Regions from separate parts of the Rattus norvegicus genome. Here region 2 is linked to region 1. A link is a contact called in public Hi-C data. All regions are on one chromosome and are shown on one strand. The core of a region is the stretch at or near the end of the contact, and the rest is flanking DNA. Distances in the headings are between cores, read along the strand shown.

What was found. Hi-C and Micro-C count contacts between places; a contact is called where the count stands out from the background.
Region 2: a Hi-C map of liver shows a contact between it and region 1, with 2.3 times the contacts expected there. The contact joins the enhancer-like site here to the promoter of Wasf2 in region 1. A contact is called at or near these places in 4 of 12 Hi-C or Micro-C datasets (Schwann cells, kidney, liver and 1 more).

The regions. Positions count from the first base shown.
Region 1 is chr5:150,618,165-150,623,221 of GRCr8, reverse strand. Wasf2 (WASP family member 2) reads right to left here and starts at 2,489. Exons shown (of 9, transcript NM_001394051.1): 1 at 2,297-2,489.
Region 2 is chr5:150,654,248-150,659,304 of GRCr8, reverse strand. All of the region lies in intron 1 of Wasf2 (WASP family member 2), which reads right to left. Among named protein-coding and RNA genes, the nearest start is that of Wasf2, 36 kb to the right of the region's middle. Within about 2 kb of position 3,059, at least 38 of the 93 cell types and tissues checked have an H3K27ac peak or open chromatin away from gene starts, as enhancers often do. A contact at or near this core is called in liver, where this site is marked.

The DNA of each region.
Region 1 (5,057 bases), core at 1,240-3,739:
AGATCCTCGGGAACTAGAGTCACACACATTCGCACAAAGATATACACACATGCAGACTATTAAAAACAAAATGCTAGAGAGATGGCTCAGCAGGCAAGAGCACTTGTTGTTCTGTCTGAGAACCGAAGTTACCATGGGGGTCATATGATTCACAACCATTCAAAAGAGAAACCTTAAATGTCAAAAACCGAGTAGGGTGTGCTAATGCTTGCTGCCTGTAATCCCAACATTCGAGAGTCTGACGCAGGAAAACACCGGGGACAAGGCAAGCCTGAGTTACATAGGAAAGCCCAGACTCAACATAAATAAATAAATAAATAAACAAACAAACAAACAAACAGCAACATTAAAAAGAAATTAACAACATAGTTATAAATAAATGGGCAAACATATTTTTCAAGTGATGGTGGCTTTGCACCCTCTAGTAGCAAAGTCAGATTATGTTAAAACCCAGAGTTCAATCGCATTAAAACTCAAAGTCTGGGAGGGATGAGGGGAACAGTGAACCAACAGTGAGGACTCAATGAAATGTCCCTTAATTGCTCATCGTGGAGGATTTAAGACCTAAAGTTACTTCACTCTAGATTCTAAAATCTAGAAAAGCATTCTCAATGTCCAGCCAATTCAACGGCCTTTTTCTGGGCAAGCAGAGCCTTCCACATGGCCCGGGACAGTCCTTACAGCTCCCTGACAGGAAGCAGGCTTTAGAAGTCCTTTCCTTCCTTCCTCCTTTAGCTGCTGCTTTTCTGGTTTTAGAATTTCAAACAAAGAAAATACATATTGGCTGCACAGCTAAGAAACGCCCTCTTTCTCTGCAACTTCCTCCTCGGATTTTCCTCCCTAACACTGACATATGAGAACAATACCCACAGCTGGACCTGCTATTTTGATTAACCCAAAGTTCTTGGGGTTTGGAAAACTTAAGGGCTAAGGTACCCAGCCTACTCCTACTCAAAGTCCACCACCTTCACTCATCTACAAGATAAGCAAAGTACAAAGAAAGAAATGCTAACACGGGCAGGCTATTGAAACTTTCACCCCAAGGAACCCAAAGAAATTATACTAGCAGACGGGTAAATTTCCCCTCCGAATAAAACGTAGCTTTCTTACAGAGGAGAGAAAGACACCCTGATGACGACACCCTGAGCCAAAACTCAAATTGCTGACCTTTCTTCAGCAGGACACCTGGCCGGGACTCAAACTGAATCCTCTGCTGCTCTGACACACTTCAAAGTGACTTTTAACACTTAGAAATGGCCCTTTCTAAGTCACAGAGCGAGAAAAGGAGATGGACTTATAATCAATAATCCTGAGCTCAAGACCTGGCCTGTCTCCACACCAAAGATCTCTGGGCTAGACCCCTCCCTCCATTTATGACAAAGCAAACTTTTATTAAGAGAACAGTGACTTATCCCTGCCCCGGTGCTTCCCAGAGGAAACACCCTCACGTTAGTAAGCGCCACACAGTACTGTGTCACCCTGAGCAAAGTTACTTCCCTGAAAAAGACTGGGCTTCCTCACCTGCAAACTTACAAGGACAGCTGTATACCTAAGGTTTGGCACATAGTAGGACAACCATTAACATTTCCCTTGGCTTTCTTCCTCTTCAGGGCTGGACTTAAAAATGCCAAGAGTTATCCCAAAGGCTCCAAGAATTTCCTCATCATCTCTGAATCTATGAACGGCTGTATAAAATTTTCTCATCTCAAAGGACCAAAGGACTTGGCCCTACCCCCTCACGTTCTGGTTAGCACCCAGGCTTTGGTACAAGTGGCCCATAAACCAAGGCTCCTCTCTCTTTAGGGCCCATTCTGGGCACACGTGCACACGCTCACACATTATATAGTGTCCTACTCCCAGCTTAGCAGCCAGGGTCCTCGAAAAGCTCTTCAATTACTTTATGGTCCAAATATGGAAACTGAGGCTCAGCCTGGAGAAGAACTTGTCCAAGAGCTCGGGGAGCTGCTGGGACCCAATTCACATCCTTCACATCCTTCGGTGAAGTCTTTTTTTACAAATGGTAAACTGAGGCCCAAAGACGGAAGTGATTTGCTCAAGAGCACACAGTGGGTTGGTGGCAGGGCCACAGGTCGTCACACTTTCGCCGACCCTCCCTAGTCTCCAAAGGGCAGTCTGGGTCACCATCACCCCCGAGGTGTCGCCACAGAGCTGACAGCCCGATTGCCCCTAAGAGCGGCAGTCAGAGCAGACACAGGACGCCCTGGGACCCTGCAGGGGCGGCCGGGCAGGCGCTCGCGTCTCAAGCGGGGCGCGCCCAGGGGGACTTGTTGCTCACCTGACTTCGCGCAGTCGCCCTCAACGACATGAAGGGCTGGGCAGCCGGTCCCTGTCCCCACGGAGTACGCTCCAGCCCACCGCTTTGCGGGCTGCTACACAGCCGGACGCCCCCCTCAGCGCGCTACGCCCCCAACCGCACTCCACCGGCCTGAGTCCGCCATTACACGATTTCCCCGCCCCGGGACGCAGCCACACCCCGCCAACCGTTCTGATTGGCTCCCTGTCCCACCGGCCCTGGTCTTCCACCTATCCCATTGGTCTGAATCCAATGCCAATTAAATAAGTACGCAAAAGACGTATTCAAAGGTAGTGTCCCGGGAACTCCACCCGAGCGACTTCCGCAATCGGAGTAAACAGAGGCGAGGGCAAACCAAGTGAAGTGGAGATGGGAATAAAGGTAAATCGACGCCCAAGTTAGAGTACAAAAATAATCAGCTTAGTAAATGAAAGACCTCGTCTAACATGTGTTGAAAGACAAATTATTTTTATTAGAATCCAGGCATCCAGTATTTTTTATGTAAGGAACAGGCCGAGCCTATGAACTTTATGTGGACACCCCTCAAGTTGTAGATAGTTCTGTCCCTTCACGCTGTGTCCTAAGCAGAACCGAAAGTCGGGTGGGGGAGAGTGAGTCATAGGCTTCAGCTCACCCCGACTGATAGGTCTTTGAGTGAAGCTTGCATCCTGAGTTTGGGAACTAATTCTGAGAGGCCACTGTCGGGTGAGCCAAACACCTGTCACTTTGCTCTGCAACTTCAAACCACTTCTGCCTACCTAGTTCTCACTTTGTTCTACAAAATAAAGTAGGTGCAGTAGATCTCCCAGTCCATGAAGGTGAGAAGTATGAGAATACACGCCCAAGTGGCTTATTGAATGCAAAATGCTGTAGCTGAGTGACAATGTGACAAATCCAGTTTAGCACCTTTAATATACCAGAGCCATCTCTATAGAGCAGGTATTAGCCTCTTACGGAAGAATAGATCTTAGGCAGGCTCTGTTACGGACACGTCTGCCGCGCTCTTGGCACTGTACTACTAAACTTACTTTTAGAAAGGGTGCACGGTGTGAGGGAGTCAGGTGGGGGACACGACACGACACGGCTCAGTCAGTAAAGTACTACTTTGAAAGCATGAGGACCTGAGTTGGAGAACTCAGATTCGAAACAAAACAGGCCGACTGTAATACTAGAGCTGGGGAGGCAGAGACAGGAAGAGCTCTAGAGCTCACAGGCCCAGCCAGCCTAGTCTGCTCCTGCAGTCCAGGCCAATGAGAGAGCCTGTTACAAAAGCCAAGGTAGAGGGGTTGGGGATTTAGCTCAGTGGTAGAGCGCTTGCCTAGGAAGCGCAAGGCCCTGGATTCGGTCCCCAGCTCCGAAAAAAAGAACCAAAAAAAAAAGCCAAGGTAGAAGTTGCCTGAAGAACAGTACCTGAGGTGATTCTCTGGCTGGCACAGGTTAAACCCTCACCTACAGCATGCACACTGGCCTGCACCCTCACACGCAACATGCACACACACACACACACACACACACACACACACACACACACACACACACACACACACACAACACCCTGAGTACATGATAAAATTTCCCCACAATTGGAAATGACCACAGAACTCAAACCTACCCCACTTAGCATCTGTTCCTGTATTTCTTACTCTGTGACATCTTGTCACCTGAAAATAGGTTTTTCTCATCCGGTTAGCAGGCTAGGATGGTCCTAAGGATGCTGGGTAACTGTTTCTTTCACTCTGGTCACTGTGAACTTGAGTCTCCGGCTACCCACCAGCTAGACCAATATTCTTGTGGAAAAGTACCACCCGAGATATGGTCCACGTGTTCCTAGCATTCTAGAAATCAAGAGAAAAGAGATGACCAGCAGGTGAATTACCCAAACAGAAGCCAAATGAAGATCTCACTGGGGCCCTCTGTAGGCCAAGCTGGCCTGAAACTCCCAGGAATCCTCCTGCCTCCGCCTCCCCAGTGCTGGGATTAAAGGCGTTTACCAGCACACTGGGCATTTCCAGGTCTTTGATCAGGTCTGTCCACCGTTGGAACTGAGCTCTCACCATCAAAGACTGCTTTGGTGTGTATTTCCAAGTCTTTCCCCCTCCCTGAAGCTTAAGACTTCAAAAAGGCAGATACTGTCGTGTAAGCAGAGTCAACAGGACCCCGGTGACCACTGGATTGGAGTCTTCTGGGCTTGAATTGGGACACTCAGTCTGACGAGTGACTGTTTAAATCCCGGCGTGACTGTTAAGTGAAGGAGGGCAGCTGTGTAAATGACAGTGACTCTGGGATCAGACCGACCTAAGATGGAAACAGAACTCCAAACACTTTCAGTCTCTCTATGCCTCACTGACTCGTTCTCTAAAACGTGGACACCAGGGGCTAAGACATGGCCCCGGTGATTAAGAGCACTTCCCTCTCTTACAAACGTTCCAGGTTCGATTTCTGGCACCTCACAAAGTAGGTCACAACTGCCTGGTAACCCCGGTTCCTGGGACTATGACACCCTCTTCTGACCTCTAAGGGCACTGCATATACATGGTACACATGTATAGGTTGAAGCAAACATGCACATAAAATGAAACGGTTGAACGTAAAAACCACTGAGGGCAGTTGTGAGGGCTTGTTGAATTAATGGTGGGATGAATGGGTGGGCAAAGCTCCCAGCGGCCATTTATTCGTTAAAGGATTCACCCATCCAGTAGAAACTACGGAGACGGTTCAACGGGTAAAAGTGCTTGCTGCTGAG
Region 2 (5,057 bases), core at 1,810-4,309, 36 kb before region 1:
ACAGATGGTTGTGAGCCACCATGTGGTTGCTGGGATTTGAACTCGGGACCTCTGGAAGAGCAGTCAGTGCTCTTAACCGCTGAGCCATCTCTCCAGCCCCTCCATGTCATTTCTAACTGTAGAAAATACATGGTTTTTGAAGTTAGGACATATGTGAGTTGGTCTCTTGACTCTGATACCTCATAATTGTTATCTTTAAATTTTTCCTACAGACACTGAAAAGTATATCCAAAATTCCCTCTACAGAGCTTAAATGGGATAGTTATTTGTAGTTCCACAGGTCGTAGGCAAATCTTCTTGTTGAATAAATTCTATTCATTGATAAATATTTAAAAACACTTTAAACTATGGACATATTACATAGTTGAATGCAACATTCACATAAAAAGTTTAAAGATGGAACCCTAGGCTTCAATGAATGTGATGGGTTTTCCCCTGAAGTTGCCCCAGCTATGTGCTCAGACCTGAAATACAACCGTCTCTCCTCCAGTCTCTACTGTGCTCCTCATCTGAACCACAGAACAAAGGAAATGATTAGAGTGGCTGTCTCCTCAATTCTCTTCCGGACTGTACACAGGAGCGCCACTGTGGATGCCTGGAGAAGTTAGTCTCTCTCACAACAGGTGCCCGTTCACAACAGGCTCTCATCCTCTCGTGGGACTCTAGTTAAGATGGTTCCTCCAACAGTGACGTACTGCTTTATGGGAAACTCAGAGAACAGTGGGTGCTGATGAACCACTGAAGCAAAGGTTCTAATTTACATTTTAGACAAATCATTCGTGTAAGGACTGAGACCCACAATATCCCAGCTAGCACTGCCTGAGAGTCCAGAGGCTGCAGAAGTGAGCCTAGCCCATCACCCTAGCTGTTTTTCCCATCCTGGTCTATACGCTACAGCCACAAAGTGGTAACGTGGTGGATGCTCCTTTAGTAAAAAGTGCCATTAAACCCTAAATGCTAGTGCTGGAGGGAAAATATAAACAAAGTAAGGAGAACCAAAAAGAGTTAAGAAAAAGAAGTTATGAAGGCTAAGGGTAGAGCTTGGAGGTGAAGTACTTGGCCAGTGTGCACTAGGGCCTGGGTTTGATCCCCAATATCATTTTAAAAAAAGTTTAAAATTCTAAATACAGAAAAAGAAGTGGAATGCCTTGTTTTTAATAGAATCAGTGAATGTCCTTTCCAGCCATGTTAGTTTTCTATTGGGGAGGGTGTGATGTAAGGAAGTGTGTGGGTGTACACACAGCTAAAGGAGGGCAGGGGGGTCTTCTATTATATCCACCTTGTTCTCTTGAGACAGTCTCTCCCTGAACTGAGACTTGCTGCGGTGGCCAGACTGGCTGGTCCGGGAGCATCCTAGGATTCCCGTCTCTGCCCTACAATGCTGGGTTTCATGCATGCACGACCATGCCTGGCTTTTTTACAAGGATGCTGGAGATCTGAACCTGGGTGCTTATGTCAGCCTAGCAGGAACCCTCCAGCCCTCTCTCCAGCCCCTAGTCACATATTACTTCTGACTAGGAAGATTGCATAACATAACAATGTTTGCCAACCTCAGGACTTGAGAAGGTCTTATCTTGAGAGTGTTACATAGAAAATGAGTTAGAAGTGTCAAAAACGTAAAAGTTACAGAAGTAAATTTCAATTTGTCTTTATAACTAGCGCAGCTCTATAGCAGAATGCACTCTCTTTAGATAAATCATGAGTCTCCCAGCTGTGGATGAGCAGTTGTCAGGCAAGCTGAGGGAGGAATTCCTCCTAAAATACGAGAAGGTACTGGGAGAGGATAGGATCAAACGAGTACAAAACTGGGCTAGAAAGATGGCCAGAGGTTAAGAGTATGCACTGTTCTTGTACTGGGATCTAAATTCAGTTCCTGGCATCCACACAAGGCAGTCTGGATGCCGATGCCATGATGGGATTCACATGTTGATGTGAGGCTGGAGGACAGGGTCTTTCAGAGCCCTCAGATGAGGAGCTTCAAGTGTGCACACTACAGTTTACAGGGAGTGTTTACATGCCACATTGGCTCAGGGAAAAGCCCAACTTTTGATTTCTGAACTTCCACAATCCTGGTGCCAACACCATGGGGTAGTTATGGGGTGACTGGTGAGGTGGTGAGGTTAGGGTGGAGGAATGTTGCATGTGAGAAGCAGCAGCAGCAGCAGCAGCAGGTCCCTACGCCACACTCTGCAGTCCTGTTCATTGCCCGTAGCAGCACTGATAGTCACTTTGAGCTGTTGATAATGAACAAGCAATGCTACCCTGATAACGGCTGCAGATCTCTGTGTCACATTCAGAAGGCAAGTGTGCGGGAGCCACGGCCGTAAGCATTGCAGGGAAAGGTTTCTCAAGGCAGTTCCTCTCTAAACAGCAGAAGGGGACGGGACATGTGGGGACACTGGGTCTGGGTAACTACAGCTTCTGCTTTCACTTCAGCTTTCCTCACTGCCCAGTTAACAGAGCTTTGAAAGGGGCAAACCAGTTCACTTTGTAGTTTCCTCTTGCAAAAGGCTTTGCTTAAAATTGTGCATTTCATCAGATTTAATGTTTTAGTAGCTGAGTTCAGACACAGGCCTATAATGCAGAAGGCAGAGGTAAGAATCCAAGGTCATCCTTGGCTACCTAAGACCCTGTCTCCATACCCACTTCCCTCCAGAAACCAATGTCCACTGAAAAGCCACCTGACTTCAAGCAACACAGTCACCAGCACAGTCCAGACTGGACAGTAAGATATTTAAAGTGCAAAAGTGCAACAGGGGGCAGGAGAGGTGGCTTTGTGGTTGAGAGCATTTGCTGCTCTTCCAAAGGACCTGAGTTTGACACCCAGCACCCACATGAGGATTCACACCTGTGTATAACTGTGAGACTGTGTGCATGGCGCACACGCACGCACACACACACCGACTTCTCCCTTTCTCTCAAAAAGCACAACTGTTGAATACAGCAGTCTCCATACTGTGAGGTGAGGACAAGGAAGAAAACTTCCTCAAAGGCTAAGGCACACCCCCCACTTCCTGCACACACAGGGTGGGGCTGAGCTGACAAATTTAGTCACTCTTTCCAAACACAAGGCATTACTGACAAATCAGGCTGGGTGACTGAAACAATGTCCAACAGAGACGGCAGGATAGAAACGTTCCGCGGTGGACAGAGAAAGCACGTTTATGAAAACCAAGCAAGAGAACTTAGGATCTAAGACCAAGAGAAATCTCCAACTTGATAAAGGAATGTCCTTTGGCCTAAATGCAGTCAACATAAAGAAGCTTCCTGTTTTAATTCGGCCCTCAGACACCTAGGAAACAGGATTTCTAAATTGTAGTAGTATACTCCGTGTGCACACTGTATGACCAGGAGCCATTCATACTTGCTAATTCCCCACGTTCTCCTATTCTTTGGAGGCGAGCCCACCTCTCATCCTTACCTTATTACTCTTTGAGCCTGAGTCACTGCTTTGCTCTTAAAATCAAGATTGGGGGATTATCTCCTTCTAGAAATTTCCCCCAATAAGTCACCAAAATTAGGCTCATTTTCAGGAGAGCAGGATCCACCTGGTTTCCCAAAAGATAATGCATTTATATTGTGAGTTAGAAACCTGGATCCTAATTCTTAATCTAATGATGACTGGAAATTGGGAATAAAATTTTAGTCTGTTTGGTTAGTTTAACTGTAAAAAAAAAAAAAAGATTCTCAGGAGATGCTATATGGAACCAAGACTCGTATTCTCAGCTCTGGAAAAAACATTTAGTTCTCTCATTCCTTTTATTTTTTTTATTTTTTAATTGAAAAAAAGATTTAATCATAGAGTATTTCTTGTATCTCTATTTTGTCCCAGTTCCTTTTCACAAAGTCACTTGTACATCAAAAGATGTAGAATATTGTCACTAATGATTTTCAGTTACAAACAGAAAGTTTACATTTCTAGTCTAACGTTAATTTCCAATAATATTTATATTGACAAAATGGTATGGTGTGAAATGCTTAAAGCTGCCCATCACCTAAATCAGCACCTTTTTGTCTGTTTTGGTTTTGAGCCAGGGTTTCGCTATGGAACTCATGGCTGGCCTGAACTCTCAGAGATCCATCTGCCTCTGTCCTGAGTGACTGGAGTAAAGTTATATGCAGCCACACCGGGCCCTAAGTTCCTAAGTTAGCCTTAATTAAATAAATATATAATGAATAGTTTCCCTCATCAACAGAAGAGTCTTTTTCCTAACGTTTGTGGAGACCAGATTCCTTTCAGCTGTCACCATCAATTAAACATTAAATTACACAAGAACCCCATCCATGCTCAGAACACTGTTTTAGAAAGAGGGCACGAGTCCCCAGCTCCAAAAAAAAGAACCAAAAAAAGAAAAAAAAAAAAAAAAAAAAAAAGAAAGAGGGCACGAGCCAGTGGAGGCAGGAAGTGGTATGGAATGCTAATTTCCAGGAATGACCTGTCTGTGCTCGTTTGGGTCTCACACCAGCAGGGGCTGGAGCCCCACAACTACTATCTGCACTGGCGGCTGAAGCCTCACACACTCCCACGTGTGCCATGACACGCGCACACACCCCCACCCACCCAAATAAATGTTTACAAAAGTATTTTTGGAGACAAGGTCTCTCTCTACATAGTCTTGGCTGGCCTGGGACTCACTATGCATACCAGGCTGGGCTGGAACTCAGATTCTCCTGCCTCTGCCTTCTGAGTGCTGGAATTAAAGGTATGTGTACCATCATGCCAGGGGAAAATAAACGTTTAAGACATTAAAGTAGTAGAAGGACTAACTAGAAATAGGGAGGCAGGGCTGGAGAGATGGCTCAGTGGTTAAGAGCACCCGACTAAGGGGTTGGGGATTTAGCTCAGTGGTAGAGCGCTTGCCTAGGAAGCACAAGGTCCTGGGTTCGGTCCCCAGCTCCGAAAAAAAAAAAAAAAAAGAGCACCCGACTACTCTTCCAGAGGTCCTGAGTTCAATTCCCAGCAACCACATGGTGGCTCACAACCATCTGTAATGAGATCTGATGCCCTCTTCTGGTGTGTCTGAAGAGAGTGATAGTGTACTCACATACATAAAATA